2 separate regions of the Gossypium hirsutum genome follow, and region 1 is linked to region 2. A link is a contact called in public Hi-C data. All regions are on one chromosome and are shown on one strand. Each heading gives the region's core, a stretch centred on a gene start, on an enhancer-like site or on the middle of the called end of the contact. The rest is flanking DNA. Distances are from core to core; before and after follow the strand shown. Region 1 holds the start of LOC107900952 (probable alkaline/neutral invertase F). Region 2 holds the start of LOC107900270 (myb-related protein 308).

Region 1 (6,399 bases), core at 2,909-5,408, 210 kb after region 2:
GTTCTCAATCAACATCTTAGCGACCAAGTAGCCAGAGATGCTCCATGTTTGATATTTCCTTGCTTGCTTCCCAACATAACGCCCGGTCTTGCCATCATAGTACTCAGGCCACCCATCTTTGGAAAGGCGTTGTTCAATCAGCTCTATGGCTCGTTTTGCAATTTGAGGCCTTCCAGTCTTGATACACGCTGCTGTGAGTAGCCATATCAGAACTGCATGGACAATGTTCAATACACCAGGTCAAGGAACTTTACAAATAAATCATTTTCAAGGAAACCAAATGTTCATATTCATTTCATTCTTGAGCATTCTAAATTCGTTGGATGCAATCTATTAACACTGTTGGGCCTAAGATTAAGAAAGGCCGAAAACCACCAAAGCCTCGGCTAAACACCTTGCCTAAGGGACGAGGACGACACCGGTACCTCTCCCAAATGCAAGAAGGACAATCCCTCGTCTAATACAAAGAAGGTTCGACACCCTACTAAGTCTAATCATAAGATTATGCTGGTTAATCCTCGAAGGCTACAGGATCTCGAGCTTGCCTGTTGTGCACTGGAAATATAAATGATCCAGCTAAAAGCAATATCATATGATGCGACAAGGCAACTTATATCATTGAACTATGCAAATAACTTACTATGGAACTATAAGTACGTGACAAATACCTGGCCATGATCCACCATTGTGGTAACTCCACCGTGTGTTCTTTGGATCAAACCCAGTGACAGTTCTCCATTCATGACCCTCCAAAGCTGGATAAACTATCTTCAAAGGCATCTCTCCTATTAAGTCCTCCCATCGCTCCTCAATCAAATCCATAATTGCTGTTGCTTGTGCAGGTGTAGCTAGTGAACTCAAGATTGCAATGCAGTTTCCAACCAAAAACCAGCGGAAATCCATTCGAGCTGGGCTGACATTACCAATCAGATATCCCCCACGTAAGGGCATAAAATCGAACACCCAATCAGGAATAGATTCTGGGATGACATTAAATTTGTTGACAGCAGTGTGGGAATACTCCTCAGTTTTGTAGCGATATATGTTGTTTAACTGTGTGAAATCAAGCCAGTAGTATTTTTGGATGTGAAAACTGAGAGCTCTGATGCGCTTATCGATACGCTCAATTAGTTCCTTGCCATCTCGCTCTGGTTTTAGCATCTGCCTAGAAGACCTCAGTGCAAAATAGAAGAGTGCTTGAATCTCAATGGGGTACCCATAAATTCCCTGCCCAAAAAGGAAGCACATTAAATTCCACTAATTAAACTTAGTTCAGAGCAATGAGGGTAAAAAGAAGACAAAGAGCAGGACCGACCGACCAAATATCAAAACAACTCAAGGCATTGCAGCAGGGGCGGCACCAGGGGGAAGGCAAGGGCCTTGGCCCCCTTGGTTTGGTAAAATTTCCCTTTTAGGCTCTTAAAATTTGTAAAGTTATAACTAATAAAATGGTAAATTTTGTGTATTGGCCCCAAAAGAATTTACAATTCAATTCTAGCTCCCCAATATAAAATTTCCAGCTTTGCCCCGTAGTGAATAAAATGAGTTCAAACAATGATATATGAACTACATTACATTACTCATTCACAAAAACAAGCAAGAATTTAGGGGGAAAGCCATTTTGTCGTCCGATACTAGACTAGGACCAGAACAAAATCATGCAGAGACTGATCACAGGATCTAAGGGTACTTGAACAACGAAAATAGAAGAAGATTCGAAGTGGCTTAGATTGGCAAATACGCTTAACACTTGGAGCAGTTGTGACAATAACCAGTCTAATTCCCGATCTTGTTTTCAAACAAGTACTTCTATATAAAGTTGAAGGAAACTTCTATAATAACTAGAAGACTCACCATCCTCCTATCAATCATGCTACACCCATCTGCACACAGAAGTGTAGGAAAAGTGTCAAAACCATCTGAAAGGCAAAGGTTAAGTATCAGCTTCATTCCTCTCTGCACCTCAGGTAGTTCTGAAAGCGTATAATCATGCGTGCATTTGATATACGACCTTAGCAATATGATCCACCAGAACCCAGAGTCAACAGGTGCAACTCTTCCTATTGCACTACCACCGAAATCTGCAACCAAGGTTTCCTTCTGCCTATGCGAATCGTAAAGAACTTTAAAACTTGCAGGCATGACACCTTCCCCAAGTGTAAAATTGTCAATTCTTTTCTCCCAACCTTGAAGGTGGAGAGTCTTTAACAGAAAGTTCTTTACTATCTCTGGCTCGCCACCAGCATTGGCAGGTCTCATTAGACAGGCTAAGCCACTGGGAACGAAGTCTCTTATGAAAACCTGCAATATAAGAATGGGCCAAGAATATTGACTGAGTTCAATAGGGCACCCCTGCAATAAGGCTTTTAACTTCATTGAAATCATAACATTATGGGCTAGCTATCAAACTCAGAAAAACAGCAGCACTATGAATTTGATCAAGCAATCATGCATGTTTTTAGTCTGTGGCTATGTAACAATGACGTACGGTAATTCCTCTCAAAGGCATCTACAAAGATCGTTAATCTTCACCTGTATGGAAAACTCTCGTCCTCGTTTGTTTTAAAATAAAAATTGAAGACGTAACGACTTATGCCACTCACAATATAATATAATAATTAATTAGTTCCTCCGGCATTACCACGAAATGTGCAGATATATGAAGGGCAAGTCAAGAAGTGTACATTAGACCACATATTTGCCAGGTGAAGACGAAAAGATCACAGAACTAAAAGGCACAAGAACTTTCATAGCAAATCAAATAACAGGAACCGAAGTTATATAAGTAAAAGAATAAGACGAAGAATTAGATATAGATATAGATGATTATCATGGATGGAAAATAAGCGTAAGAAATAGATATAGATGATTATCATGCATGTAAAACAGGAATCTCCTTAACACCATTCACAAAAACAGAAAATGCCTCAAAATGCTATAGCGAAAGCGAATAGCAGTAAGCAAAATTCTGAAGATAAAATGGATTCTAACAAGCATGGATTTGAAGGCTAAAGAAAGACCGTTGAGAAAACACCTAAGACAAATGAAGCTTCATTGCAAAATAGCCAAACAAAAGAAAATGATAATATAACAAAACAAGGGAGATATCAGGATTTGAAAAATCAAAAGAAAACAAAAATGAAGACAAAGAATTAAACATAATATACCTGATTGTAATTCAAAGCCTCGGCGATAGGATCCATAGCAGCGAGCGTACCGACTGGCTTGCCTTTGTAATATACGTAAGATTTTTGTAGTCCCTCCCACGCTTCTTCCAACATCGCACCGTTTTCTGTACTCCCTAGAGGACTATCGACGGATCTGACCGCAGGCAATAAACTGTCGAGTTCCAAGTTCTCGAGACTCGAACCTACGCTAGGAGACGGCTTCAGTGACATCTGCGCCACGTTTGCATTATTGGATTTGGATATGTTCTCGTTGCTCTGCACTCTCAACGTCTTCATCGGCTTATCAAGTTTGTCAGTCGATTCATTTTCTTCCTCCAATTTGGATGACTCTTCTTTTCCGATTGTGTCTTGAAATATTTCTGTTGATATTTTTGGACTCTCTCGCTGGTTTGATTCTAGAGAAGTCTTTCCATTATCCGTCCATTTTACATTTTCAGTTTGCGAAGCTTCCTCAGGAGATTCAAGAGCTTCTTCCTCTTCATTTTGTGAACACAGGGATTTCTCGGTAATTTTAGACTTCTCAAACATGATAAAATCAAAAGATTTCTCACTCGCGTCGTCAGCTCCTTTCTCCGTGGTAGTCTCCGAAGGTTGTTCTTCGATAGGCGTCACGGTGCACTCTCCTTCGTGTTTAAGAACGATAAAAAAGTCAGCCGATTTCACCTCTTTTTCCGATGAATCTCCAAGTCCTTTCTCACTATCTCCGACTGAAAGAGTAAAATAAAGCGCAGGAACCGCCTCTGCTTCCTTTACATCTTCTAAAAGATCACACGGAGCTCTCAAAGTTGACATTCTTAAAGAAGAGAATCAAATATCAGCAGCACAATTGCACAATATACCTTTCTCAGGTCTTCCTCTTCGTTTCGTAGAAACTGAAACTGCTGGAGAGAATAGTGAGATACGGACAAAGAAAATAATGCAAAAATGGATCAGAGATGGAAGCCTAAAGGGCGTGAGCGATTGGGTACCGAATTGTGGTTCGTTTTGGAGGCTGGAAAAAAAATTTTAAAGTGTGGAAGTTGTTTTAGAATAGGTCTCAATACTTAGTTTATCTACGAAATTGCCCCTCGTCATTTCGTGCCCTGGGTGACAAGTTGGAAGTTCATAATGTACGGGCGTTTTAGAGATTAACAAAATTGTTTGTGAACTTCTTTCAGTTTTTGGTGGCGAGAGGAGTTATCGTGGGACCTTGGAGGCCGTTGGCTTTGGGCGCCAAAGGGAACACAAACAAACCCATAAACTCTTCCATTTTCTAAAAAATTAAAACAGATAAAAATTTTAAAAAATAAATTTATTAAAAAATTATTTTTCGATGAAAGTATAAGATTTTATAAAATTGCATTTAAAAATTCCTAAAATTGTAGAAAATAATTAAAATTTTATAAAAAAAGAATAAAATAAAATTTGAAACCCATGAACTTTAGGGTGGGTTTGGATGGGCGGTGCGTTGACCTGCGGTTAGTGTAAAAACAGCGGTGGAGGTGAGATTAGATACTGTAGCGATACTGTAGCGTGAGAGAAAAAGTAAGCTAAACGCACCGCACCGCACCCAATCGCCCATCCAAACTCACCCTTAGTCACCTTAGATGTTGTTTACAGTTTGAATGTTGCTTATGTCTGGAAACGAAGTGCACTACACACTTGTGCATCACAGATTTGACTGGAACCTCATCTCTATAGAAGTTATAAAATAGCTCTTCATGTGTCTATTAATGCATGGTATGAATGGAAATTGATAAAAATGAGGGATAGAATCGAAAGAGGTCAGTTCACCCATTTTAAGGTCAAAAGTTGGACAGGTAGAGAGAGTCAGGATTATTGCTTAGTGAATTAGGGTTTTGAGTGGAGAGGAATCCCTTTACTAAGTGGTATCTTGGGGTACTTATAGGAGGGGTAAGGGCCTAATGGAGGGTCCAACCAGGTCCAAATTGGGGGATATAACAATAGTCCCCCTCCTAGTCGAGAGATAGGTTAGAAAGTGACCATGCCTCGAGACTATTTGTAGGCCACCCCTGTAGGTAGTAGTTGTTGTAAAAAAAATGGGTGGTAAGTTATAGGGAACGTACCCAAAAATTGTCTTGTACTTTTATGGAGGATACAATTATTGGCCCTACGACTTGGGAATATATGGTGTCTTGTGAGGCTATTGAAATTCATTTGTACCCTTAATAATGCATTGGCAGATGGTGTTTCTATTCATGGTTGGTTCGTTTAAGTTTTCTTTTTGATTTAATGGGTGGTATGCTCATTGGCCCGGCAATCTGAAAATGCATAAAATATACCCGAGCGGTGCAATTGTCAATATAGAGGGATTAAATTTATTCGATGGAGACATGGCATATGTATATTGTGGATGCCATAATTGTACATGTAAAATAGAATAGGTTCAAGCCATCCGTATGTTGGCGTAAGAAATGCATATTATTCATTGGTGTAACAATATAAAATGTAGGGTACAAACTGTTCGTTGGTAATACAAAATTTAATAAATGCATATTATTCATTGGCGTAAGAAATACGTACTATCCGTTGGTGATATAAAACTTAAGCGGTGCAAAATCGTTCATTGATGATATAAAATGCAAGAGGTGTAGATCGTCCACTGATGATATAAAATGGAAGAAATGTAAATCGTTCATTGGTGATATAAAATGTAAGTAATGAATATTTTCTGTTAAAATATGAATGTAAAGAATGTGGGCTATATGTTTAAAATACATTCTCGTTTGTAATATAAAACGTAAGAAATGTATATTATCCATTGTGCAAGACATGCATAATGTCCGTTAAAATGTGAAGAGGAGAATTATTCATTGTTATAAATAATGACAGCGAATGTAGCTTTTGGCTTTAGTTTTTATTGAGTAATATTGAATAAGTGTTTTCAAAATGATGACGGGTGTGGCAACCCGACCAAGTTGTTGACAAGTATGGTGACTTGAGTAGGTTGTTGACGAGTATGACGACTCAACCAATAAATACAAGGATGACGGGTGTGACGACCCAGCCAGGTTGTTGACAGGTATGGCGACCCGGCCTATAACATTAGCCTGGCGACCCCTTAGTGTTCGAATACTTTTTATAGAAGTGAGGCATATAAAGTTATGAAATATTTTTTTTGTAATGAAAAACTAAGTTCAAATTAAGTAGGTATTAAATTCGACTAAGAATAAGAATTCTTTGAGTGCGTCTTTGGGTGAAATCTACATCA
Region 2 (6,484 bases), core at 3,671-6,170:
ATAATCGTTAAATGTTTATTACCACAGTTGCACATGTAATTTTTAAATTTTGTTACACATTAATCTTTCTTGGGACTAATCAATATTACTATAGCTTAAGTTACATGCACACAACATTTTATATTTTAAAACACAACAATTTCAACAATAGAGGTTACTTTGGTGTCTTATTATTGCAATTAAGTTATTTTAAAATATATTAATATACCGATAAATTTTCACAACAGTCCAAGGTCAAAACTAAAATTTTTGCTATGAAATAACTAAAATAAAGTTGTTTAAATGACACAATAAAAAATTAAAAAACCTTAATCTTTGACTGATTTTATATATACTAAAATATTATGCAACTAAAATTATTTTCCACTAAAATTTAAATTTAAAAAATCAATATTATAATTTAATACGTGAAAACCAAACACTCACAAGAAAAACTACCTGAATTCATCTTTAAAATACCGTATCCATATATATTCAAAGAAAAAAAATGGAAGAAAAAGAAATCAAGACAATATCACTGCCCCAGTAAGAATTGAACGTGGATTCAACTTTTTTTCTTTTAAATAGAAAGTCGCGATTTCAATTAAACTTTTAGAAACGCAAGTCTTCTTTATCAATTATCGTTGTAATGAAAATCAAAATCATACAAATATCATTAATATTCCATTTAATTTGGAATTCAAGAATAAAATTGAGAATAGATTAAAAACAAATTATATATTCAATTACAGGTATACATTTAATCTATATTCATAAAATCCTAAAATTGATAAAAAAAATTTCAATATAAATCCGAAATATTTAATATATATATTAACCAAAATACCAAATCATAACATAAAAATCACAAAACTTAAATACAAATTATTTCAAAAATTAAAGAAAATTAATTTATTCTCAATGATTTAACATGACATGGCTCGAATGCCACTTCTTGGAATCGTAAAACTCTGATATAAAACTTAAAACCGTAAACTAAGATTTGCCATGTTAGATCATCAAGAACAAAACTAGATGTAGAAGTATACTTGAATCCATCGCTATCTTGAAACCTTCTAGTCTTTACGGTTTTAATATTCCAAATTAACACACAAGTATTTTAGAGATGATAACTCTTTTTTTTTTCTTAAGAGGATGTTAAAAAAGTTAGCTATTGGTAATTGGAGACCATGATTTTAATATATAACTTTTGTACAATAACCTTAATTTCTAATCAGTCCATCATCAATTAAAAATTAGTTACTGGAGTATTTGTCCCATACTTTATTTAACAGTTGAAACTCAATAAATTTTAAATAAATTAGATCACTTTTAATTTTAGTATCTGCTTCATTGGAATTCACAACCAAATGTGTCTTTATTTCAACCACCGTGTAAGCCCCATACAAAGTATAGGCTGGTTTGCTTGAAGAGAATCTTTTCTATGATCAGACCTGACAATGTTGTGTATAAATAGAGCTCCGTAAGATCCAATAGAATAAGTGATTTGGCATCATCCAAATTAGATTTTAGTTTTTTTTTTACTTTCTTATCATAATAGTAAGAAAATGCATTCATTTCTTCTGCATTGATCTGGTTTAATTATACTACCGGAGTGAAGCAAGGGATCTAAAGAAGAGCAAAGGCAAGACTATATTAGTAACAAATAAGTCCTTTGTATGTAAAAGATCTCGATATATTTTTGGGATAAAGGTGAATCACAAGGCCTAAGACGACCCATAAAGCACTTGATCACGATCAACTTTGTACGCCTACTTGGGTATTGAGCATTTACCTATAAAAATGAAATTCCTTGGAATGTATAATTGCAACTCCATAAAATAGAATCAGGTAACTTTTTTCTTACTTATGGAACCATTCATATATGTGGGGATAACATATAGATTTATTTTAAACATACTGAATATAAAGTTATTTTATAGGTGTCCGTTTGTATCCATTTGATTCAATTGACTTTTGCTTGAGCCAAATGATGAAAAATTATCATGTCCGATTCCTTTGGGGGATGGATCTAGACTCACCTATCCTACATTAAGAGCTAAATTAGCTAAAGGTATGGGTTATAAATATTAAATTATGGGGAACTCGCATGGCCCAATGATCTTTTATATATTTTTCCATTAGTAATTCTCGGTACTATTGCTTGTAATATGGGCTTAGCGGTTCTAGAACCTTCAATGATTGGTGAACCCTCGGATCCATTTGCAACTCCCTTCGAAATATTATCTGAATGATATTTTTTTCGGTATTTCAAATACTTCGTACAATACCTAACAAGTTATTGGGTGTTCTTTTAATGGTTTCAGTACTCGCGGGATTACTAATAGTACCATTTTTGGAAAATGTTAATAAATTCCAAAATCTATTTCATCGTTCAGTAGTGACAACCGTTTTTTGATTGGTACTGTAGTGGCCCTTTGGTTGGGTATTGGAGTAGCATTACCAATTGATAAATTCCTAACTTTAGGTCTTTTTTAAATTGAATCAATTAAAAAAATATCATGATGTGCATATCTAGGGAGTAGTCACTTCAAAGTCAAAGTGAATTCTCCCTAGATACATTTATTCAATTCTGGTCCGAATCTATGGATTGTGCTGAAGGTTCAAAATCCATTGGATTAAAAATTTTGATAGATCAATTTCAAAATGCTTTTTCTACTTCTTTTCTAGAATGCCCAATATTTGTTTTACATCTTCTATGTGAAAGTGTTCAATTTTTATAAGGTCTTCTCGACTATTATTCAAAAGGTCCAATAATGTATGTATATTGGACTTTTTGAGACAATTATAGATCGTGGGAGGCAATTTTGATTGGTCAATAAAAATATATTTCAATGCTATTTCATTTTTATTTTTTACTAGTTTAACTAATCTATCATGAAACGGAAAAAAAGGTAAAGTAACATTGTGTTGATTGTTTTCTAAATGTAAGTTTTCTTCTTCCGCATGTAGAAAAAGAATCAATCAATCAATCAATCAAATTGTGAAAGGCTTCATGAAATGCTTCTTTTGGAGTTAAACTTCCATTTGTCCATATTTCTAGAAAAAAGCATCTCATGTTTTTCATTATCATTCCCATAACAATGAATACTATGATTCGCATTTCGAACAGGCATGAATACAACATCTATAGGATAACTTCCATTGTGAAAGTTCTTTGGCATTTTTATACCGTATCCTCTATTTCTCTTGATTTGTAATCCAATACACAAATCAATTGGTTCGGTTAGGCTGGCTACATGCTGTGTATTATCAACAATTTCCATAGAAGGTGGTAAGATGATGTCTTGAACAGTTACATATCCGGGACCCTTGGCACAAATAAAGGAATTACAAGTTTCATACAAATTCCCTTTCAATACAATTTCTTTCAAGTTCATTAAAATTTCATGGATTGATTCTTGAATACCTACTATGGTAGAATATTCATGTGGTATTTTCTTAGATTTGCACATGTAATGCATGTTCCTTCTAGTTCTCCAAGCAAAGCTCTTCGCATCGCAATGCCTATTGTGTTGGCTTGGCCTTTCATAAGTGGAGACAAAATAAATCATCCATAATAAAGACGCTTACTATCTATTCTTGATTCAACACACTTCCAATGTCGTGTCTGAGTCGAAGTAGAGACTTTTACTTTCTCTCAAACCATAGTAATATTATTTTATTTGATTAGACCATTGAATCATTTATTTTTCTTGAAATCTCTTTAGTGTTTATTTCTATACATGTCTTTTTTAGGGGGTCTACAGCCATTATGTGACATAGGGGTTACATCCCGTAGGAAGCTTAACAGTATACCACTTCTATGATAGGTCGTAATGCTGCATCTCTTTCGAGACTAGGACCCTTTACCATAACTTCTGCTTGTTGCATACCTTGTTCTACTATTGCTTGAATAACATTTCCTGTTGCGGTTTGAGCAGCAAAAGGGGCACTCTTTCTTGTACCCTTGAATCCACAAGTGCCGATAGAGGACCAAGAGATTACCCGACCTCGTACATCTGTAACAGTAACAATGGTATTGTTGAAACTTGCTTGAACATGAATAACTCCTTTTAGTATTCTACGTGCACTTATCCGTGCACTACTGCGCCCATTCCTACGTGAACCAACTTTTGGTATAGGTTTTGCCATATTTTATCATTTCATAAAGATAAGTCAGAGATATATAGATATATCCATTTCATGTCAAAATAGATCTATTTTTATTTGTTTATCGCTTTCTTTAAAATTAGTTTCTTTTCTTTCAGGAGTTCTTTTTAGAATAGAAAGATTATCCTTGTCTTTATTTATGTCCCGGGTTAAAACAAATTACGATAATTCGTCCCCTCCTACGGATTAGGCGACATTTTTCACAAATTTTATTAAAAGAAACCCTTATTTTTATAGTTATTATACCTTAAATTTTTTCAAATTCGCTTATTGAAAGAAAATAAATTTCTTAAAATTTGAATTGGATACCCTGAAAGGAATGTTGAAGTTGATAATAGGTACTACATATTTTTCTTTGACATAGGAGACTATTGAACACCTATGAAGAGGTGGTGAAACCTATTTGAAGGGTAGGAGTAGTTGGTTTTTCTGACACGAGTATTGGGAGGCCAAGTCATTGGCTATTTAGTTGGCAAAGTTTTTGGGAAAGTTTAGGAGTTCCATGTGGCATATTTCATTGTCCAAGCTGTTGCTTTTGGGGATTTATTTTCTAATTAAGGTGTTGCTTGTAACTCTTTTATTTTCTCATTCAATAAAATTGTTATAGAAAAGAAAATTGATACTGATACTTTAGTACTAAATAAAAATATTTCAAAGTTTAGAGAATAATTTAAAAGTTGAGTCATGGTTGGAGACGTTTGATGTAAATAATCCACATTCATAATTTTTAACGGTTTTAAAAGGGATAAGCCAAATATTTTGGGACTCGTGGTCCTTGGAGCATCCCTATCTCTATCTTGCTTCCTTGTTTCCCTTCTCTCATGTCTCTCAAGTGTTTCAATGCTTGTTAAGTATTTGAGAAAGAGAGAGTGAGTGAGCTGACTCGTCGAGTTTCCTATAAACAAAGGGAAAGAGAGAGAGATGGGAAGGGCTCCTTGTTGTACAAAAGTTGGGTTGCATCGAGGTCCATGGACTCCGAGAGAAGACACATTGCTTATCAACTACGTTCAAACTCATGGTGAAGGTCACTGGAGATCACTTCCTAAGAAAGCTGGTAGCTAAATTCCTCAATTTTAACTTACAAATCCACAAGGCAGGCACTAGTACTTGGTTTGAAACTAAAATGATTCCATTTTTCTTGCCAAATCTGTGAAACTTGCAGGGCTACTCAGGTGTGGAAAGAGTTGCAGGCTGAGATGGATGAACTATCTAAGACCAGATATTAAAAGAGGGAATATATCCACAGATGAAGACGATCTCATCATCAGATTACATTCTCTTCTCGGCAATCGTTGGTCTCTCATTGTCGGGAGGCTCCCTGGTCGAACCGATAACGAGATTAAAAACTACTGGAACACCTATCTGAGCAAAAGACTTCTAAGCCAAGGAATCGACCCCAATACCCACAAGAAGCTACCAAAGCCAGTAGTTCAACAAGTGAGCAAGAGAAAGAACAGCAGAGGCAGCAATAACAAGCAGAATCCGAAGAAAGCAAAGACAACACTTGAGCCTGCAGTGATACCAAAAGTCCATCTCCCAAAACCCAGTAAGGCAACTTCAATTTATTTTCCAAGAAACGACAGCTTCGACCAATGCAATACGTTTAGCACAGTGTGTTCGAGCCAAGGAGAAGAGGGTATAGGTACCCAGGTTATACAAGGCCCTTGGTCAGAATATGTAAGCCATGGTGAAAACGGGACCGGGTTTCTTTCAGAGTCGGGGTGCCACCCTCGTGTGCCATCAAGTGAAGGTGATAATTCTCTAGAGAAGCTTTACGAAGAGTATCTTCAGCTTTTGAAGGCAAACGAAGATCAACTGCAGTTGGATGCTTTCGCTGAATCGTTGCTCATCTGATTGGGAAAAAAAATATGCATGTATGTATGCATGCATATATTAAAATATCCTGTTAATGTCGGTAATTTTAAAAAATTTAAGATTTAATTAATATATTTAAAAATTTTCAAACTATTTTGATTTGAAAATTCTAGTCACATCATTAAAATTTTAAGTACTTTTTACCAAAATTTATCAATTTGACATGTTGATTAAGTTGTCTTCATGTGACGTGTCATATGATTGACGGAAAATAACTACATTAAATTGAAAAATTTTAACAGAAAATATCAACTATTATAATGATTGGACTAAAATTTTTAAATTGAAAAAATAAGGGGATTGAATTTTAAATTTTTAAAATATAAGGACTAAATCTCAAATTCTATAGATGTATAGGGTGTAATGGCATATATTAACAAAATAGAAATAAAAACAAAAGTGGCATATCGTTGTTATTAATTAATTACGTTAGAAGGTCAAACGGAATTTTCTCTCA

Evidence for each region. Hi-C and Micro-C count contacts between places; a contact is called where the count stands out from the background.
Region 1: a contact with region 2 is called in a Hi-C map of leaf, with 3 times the contacts expected there. The contact joins the promoter of LOC107900952 here to the promoter of LOC107900270 in region 2. A contact is called at or near these places in 2 of 34 Hi-C or Micro-C datasets (both in leaf).

The regions. Positions count from the first base shown.
Region 1 is chrD08:49,145,152-49,151,550 of Gossypium_hirsutum_v2.1, forward strand. It overlaps LOC107900952 (probable alkaline/neutral invertase F), which reads right to left and starts at 4,159. Exons shown (of 5, transcript XR_005916764.1): 1 at 3,168-4,159; 2 at 1,855-2,301; 3 at 669-1,227; 4 at 1-212.
Region 2 is chrD08:48,937,027-48,943,510 of Gossypium_hirsutum_v2.1, forward strand. LOC107900270 (myb-related protein 308) reads left to right here and starts at 4,921. Exons shown (of 2, transcript XM_016825942.2): 1 at 4,921-5,206; 2 at 5,315-6,246. The coding sequence starts at 5,074. The coding sequence ends at 6,006. It also overlaps the pseudogene LOC121220349 and the pseudogene LOC121220350.